Linked DNA regions of Triticum aestivum: region 1 is linked to region 2. A link is a contact called in public Hi-C data. All regions are on one chromosome and are shown on one strand. Each heading gives the region's core, a stretch centred on a gene start, on an enhancer-like site or on the middle of the called end of the contact. The rest is flanking DNA. Distances are from core to core; before and after follow the strand shown. Region 1 holds the start of LOC123043775 (potassium transporter 7). Region 2 holds the start of LOC123043773 (cysteine-tryptophan domain-containing zinc finger protein 7).

The links. Hi-C and Micro-C count contacts between places; a contact is called where the count stands out from the background.
Region 1: a contact with region 2 is called in a Hi-C map of leaf, with 3 times the contacts expected there. The contact joins the promoter of LOC123043775 here to the promoter of LOC123043773 in region 2. A contact is called at or near these places in 2 of 5 Hi-C or Micro-C datasets (both in leaf).

What each region holds. Positions count from the first base shown.
Region 1 is chr2B:110,583,063-110,585,762 of IWGSC CS RefSeq v2.1, forward strand. It overlaps LOC123043775 (potassium transporter 7), which reads left to right and starts at 1,434. Exons shown (of 9, transcript XM_044466348.1): 1 at 1,434-1,785; 2 at 2,438-2,675. The coding sequence starts at 1,750.
Region 2 is chr2B:110,041,010-110,043,709 of IWGSC CS RefSeq v2.1, forward strand. LOC123043773 (cysteine-tryptophan domain-containing zinc finger protein 7) reads right to left here and starts at 1,421. Exons shown (of 13, transcript XM_044466346.1): 1 at 825-1,421. The coding sequence starts at 962.

The DNA of each region.
Region 1 (2,700 bases), core at 184-2,683, 540 kb after region 2:
CTTGAGTTGTATCTATTGCTTGCTAATGTGCTAATTGTCTTTGCATCATATAGGTTGTCCACGTAGTTGCACATCTAGACAACCTATTTCATTGTAAGGTTTAAATTGTAAAAGAAAAGTCTAAAATTTGTTAGTTGCCTATTCACCCCCCCCTCTAGTCAACCATATCGATCCTTTCACCAGTTCAGAAGAATGGCCGAGCGCTTCCCAAGCGACGGCGCGGCGGCGAACGGCTTCGGCCGCCGCCATCTTCACGAGGACGAGGCTCGCCTCCTTTTCGAGGCCGAGTACCCGGTCCCGCCGGACATGCGGGTGCCCGGGGCATGGAGGATCAGCGCCGGCGGCGTGCCGGTGCCACCACCGCCCACCGGGGTGGCGCGGCGTGCAGAGATCGCACGTATCCGCGCGTCCCTGCCGCGGGTGGCGAGGGAAGGCCCGCGGTACACCCCCGACAGCCCGCTCTGGGAGCCCTACTTCCGCCGCCGCCACGCCGAACAGCTCGAGGCGACGAACGGCGTCGAGCCCTCCGGCAGGCTCAACTCCGAGGGCCGGCGCCGGTGGTGGGGCGTGCCCGGCCGCACGTTGGAGGCCGTCCTCGAGTACATCGAGGGCGGCAACACGCCGCGCCTCGAGTACCCTGCTCCCCCGTCCTTCTCTCGCCGGCGTGGGAGCTCGTGGACCCGAGGCGCATGGAGCGTCCCGGGGCATCCTCCTCCTCGTCCGACCGTTCATCCGGCTCTCCCTGCCTCCGCCGCGTCAAGCCGGAGCCCCAGGACACGCCTGTCAGCGCGCGCACCCGCAGCTCCGGCGTCCGCATCGGCGACTCCACCCCCCTCCGGCCGCTTCGTTCTCGTCGATCCCAAGCCGAAGCCCGGCCTCCCGCCGGAGTACGAGGAGATAACTCGGCGTGGCTTCTCCGACGAGGACGCCCTACAGTGGGCGCGGGACGACTACCTCCGTGACGAGATGGTATATTTGCTTCCGCAAAATTACATTGAGCTGAGTTGACTCCAATTTCAACATAGTGACTTGGTTTCTATTTCACTTTTCAACAAACTCCGCGTGGTGCTGTCGAAAAACAAAACAAACTCCGCGTGAGCACGTTTGCGCGCATCTGCGTGTTGTGCACGGTGTTCTCTTCTCTTGAGAAACTGACGACCCTTCTTTGTTTTAGAAATTGCAGACGGACGATTTTTTTCTTGTTGAGATAAGAAAGCACGAGCAAATCGCCCACGGAATAACAGCAACCGCGCCACACGCCCGCTGGCAGCAGTAGTAGATCCCATCCCTTTCCACCTGCCGTGCACGCCCGCCGCACGTGCGAGCCCGCCTCCACTGACCCACACGCCAGCCCGCCTCCCCTGACGGGCCCACCCGCCAGCGGCCTCCCGCCCCGCGAACCCCACGGCGCCGCCGCCCGCCCACGCTGCTCCTACGCGTCGTCCTCCAGACGGCGACGTGAGCAGGCAGGCACCAGGCCCAAGCGCTCGCGGCTCTCCCCTCCCCTCCCCCCGGTCGATAGCTCTGCTCTTCTCTCGTCGTCGTCCGCCTACAAAACTAGACGAGGGAGAGGGGAAGCTTCTCTCCTCCTCCTCCCACCCCACCCCACCCCCACCCCCGTCGCTCTCCCAGGCCCTCCCGCCTCGCCGCGCTAGCCCCGGGGGAGCTAGCATCAGCTTCCCCTGCTGCCGCTGCTGCTGCTTCGAGTAGCCGCCGCCGCGAGATTCCAGTGGCGGGCGGGCGCCCCCAATGGACGAGGAGATCGGCGCCGCCGCCGCGCCGCAGGTAACGAACCGCTCTGCTGCTCCTCTCCACCCGTCTCTGTGCCACGTCGGGAGTTCGGATTACGACGAGGGTGATTTGGAAGGCGGCTGTGCTCGGGTTTTACTTGATGGTGGCGGCGAGATTTCGATCTCGCTTCTTCGGAGCGGGGGTGAGAAAATTGCCGCCGGATGCGGGATGGTGCGGCTGTGCAATTATTCTGGGTAAATAATTGGCTGGGTAGTTGTTTTATTACAAGTTCAATTTTGCTTGGTTCTCGAACATTGGGTTCATCAGTATCATGTGATCGAATCGGGTCAACTGTTTCGTTGGCGGAGTAGTCAGGCTGACCATGAATAGACCTTTTCGTTTTCAGCTTCTTACAGGCATGATCATCCTCATCACAGTTCTCTGTTCATACAGCTTCACTTTCGAAATTTGGAATCACCCTAGAGGTGTAAACTGTATTGGAAATTCTTTCATACAACAAAAGCTGTTTCATCAGCTGTTGGTTTATCCAATTTTGGCCAAGGTCACTGGAAATCGACATATCACTGCAATTGCATTGACCGTCTGTTTTGTGTACTAATTTAGTAGAGACGTTCACCAAGTCAGCGACCAGTTTCTTGTGGTTGTTGTTCGTGGTCTTGCTGTGCTGATGGTTGTCATTTCGCAGGGCCAGTGGAAATATCACAAAGCTCTTTCCCTACTAGCGTTTCAGAGCTTTGGTGTGGTGTACGGAGACCTGAGTACGTCGCCTCTGTATGTCTTCAAAAGCGCACTGTCTGGACTGGACAAGTACAGTGATGAGGCGACCGTCTTTGGATTGCTTTCACTGATATTTTGGACCTTGACGCTCATTCCGTTGCTAAAGTACGTCATAATTGTCTTGGGTGCTGACGATAATGGCGAGGGTGAGTGATCTCTTTGTACTAGTTT
Region 2 (2,700 bases), core at 171-2,670:
GAGAGCTATAGACACTTTTCAAAATTTGACTATATGAAGCATGAAGCCATCATTAACCTTGTCTTCGGAACATAGACACTTTCTTAGTGGATGTCATAACAATGAACCCATTAATACCAAAAGGCTGAGAAGCAAGTCAATAATAACACGAATTTGGCGATGTCAAAACTAATGACACGGATTTAGCTTAGAGGGTCAGGGGTTGATCCATGTCACAGATTTTTCTTTGCACAATTATGAAGTTACCGTCTGGTCTCAATTAGAGACTGGGACTGGCCAAATCCAAATTACCTCTAGTAAACGAAAAACCAACACCCCATCAGACTGAGATTAGCTTCTTTAGTTCCATATATAACAGCACGCGTCACAGAAGTGCTTACTTATTTAGCATCGTCATCATCATGACCAAAGCGACAAACAACGTAAAATGTAATTGATCAATCAATGCGACCGCTTCCAGTAGCGCATGAACTACAGCGACTAATCTCGCAAACTTTAATTGATCCACCAATGCGACCACTTCTAGTAGCGCATGAACTACAGCGACAAATCTGGCAAACTTTAATTGATCCACCAACGGAGCCGGCCGGCGGCAACGGCTAGACCGGCACCATTCACGCCCGCAAAGCGGGAGAATCGAACAAACGCGTGCGCGCGCGCATCCGTTACCTAGGCAGATCAAGCTCATTTCGTTGCACCAGAAAAGCAGGTGCGTTAAATACATCTACTGGTAGTCATGTAGTACCGAAATGGGCAGGGAAGCTGCAGTGATGAAGCAAGCAAACGAGAGGTGCGGGAGGGCTGGGGGAGGGAGGGCCACTCACAATGTAAGCGAGGGTGACGTCGGGGTCGTCGAAGGGGGGCATGTCGTCGCCGTAGGCCTCCCCCTCCTCCAGCTCGGCGTGGTCCGCCATGCCGGCGGCGCCGCCAGCATCCTCCTGCCGCCTCCGCACGGACAGCATCCACCCACCCCACCTACACAGGCCCGGTCAACCGCCCCGCTCGGGCCCACCTCCCACAGCTCCGCCCGCCCGCCCGCCTCGCTCGCCCCACGAATCGCAAGCTCGAATCCCGCCCGCGAGCTCCCCGATCGGGCGAATCCCCCCGAATCGCAGCCCCGCCGCCGCCGCCGCCGCCGGAGCGGCCCGAATCGGCTGCCTCCGACGCCCTCCGGATTTGGGGATCGCGAGATTCGAGCCCTTCGCCCCCCGCACACACGCACCTTCTCTCCTCTCCTCTCCTCTCCTCTCCCCTCGGTCCGCCTCTCGCTGTCCGCCTCGTCGCCTCGGCCCGGCGTCTCGAGCCTTCGTCGCACGCGAGGGACTTTTTTTTTTTTACTAATTGCCTCACGCGACAGAGCTTTCTTGCGGCTGGCTGCTGCTGCCGCCTTCTCTCTCTCTCCCCCCCGTTTGGTGGTAGACGACCTGGTGCTGGTGGGTGGTGGTGGGCGGGCGCCTGTTTGCTCGTCGCTGGTTTTCTTTTCCCTTCCCACCCCCGGCTTTTCCTCCCCCCGCCCGCGGCCTTTCCACGGGTCGTTCGAATGTTCCCCGCCCTCCCGGGGGATGCGCCCGTTTGGGAAGGCGGCTGGATCCCGTTATCTCTCACTTGCTCGCCGTCAATTCTTTCCCCTACGGGATGCGCTGGTTCCGTCAAGCGTTCTCACGCGGACGACATGAGCATTTCCTACCATTTGAGGCCTGTTTTCACGAGTAATGTGCAAAGAGGCTTGATGGGACCATAATTTTGACATGTTCCAAACATGGTTTTGGTTCCCGCATGCTCAACTCCCGGGAAGAAAGGAAAGGAATAAAGAGGCAGGAAGAAATGCCGGTCCACTTGACGTCCTGCGCCACGATTGCTTTCCTTGCATCGCATGTCCTTGTCACCAAGTTGTCTATGGCCTTCACTTGTTCGCATCCACAGAGCACCTTCTAATCAAGTGATGGTTTGCTACCCGGGTTGGGTGCGGTGGATAAACATTGGTGTGGTTAGGATATGAATATTTGCGTTAGACCACGTGTGCTCTGATTGTTTTTTCTATCTTGGAGATGCTGACAAACTATAAAAGAGAGTGTTGAAATCTTTTGCAAAAAGGATAATTGGGGTATTAGAAAAGAGACAGCATATGCGTTTGTTAGACAAAGTTGCACCCACACAAATTTTTAATAAGATTGTGGTAACAAAAGGTCCGAATATAGCATTTTGTTGGGCATCTCTGGCTCAGAAATATATCTTTAATTCCCTATCCTATCTCTCATCCTTTAATTCCTCATTTTAGCAAATTAAATTTTTGGTCAACTAGCTCATCCCCAAACTTGGAGCATCTCTAGCCGGTCCTCTATTCTGAAATTAAAATCTTCTCCCATCTTATTTTTCAAAGGTTGTGTTTGGATGTCTCCCTGGCACGGGAAATGGATTTGGTATTCAACTCGCAGCAATACAGACATTTGGATGGATAACGAGTCAGTATTCAAAACGAAAGGCCAATTCCAGGCCGTTTTGGCTCCCACGCAAAGTTGCCTCCCATGTTTTGACAGGCTACGGCTCCTATATTGCCCGAAATCGCCAGCTCCCGCAAAAGTTCGCACGCGCCACAAAAAAAGTGGGGACAGGGAGCTCAGTGGCAACCTGCAAGGGAACCCAGCGCTTGGCGGCGACCACCACGGAGATCGGCGGTTGCGCAGGTGCCATTCCTCCCCG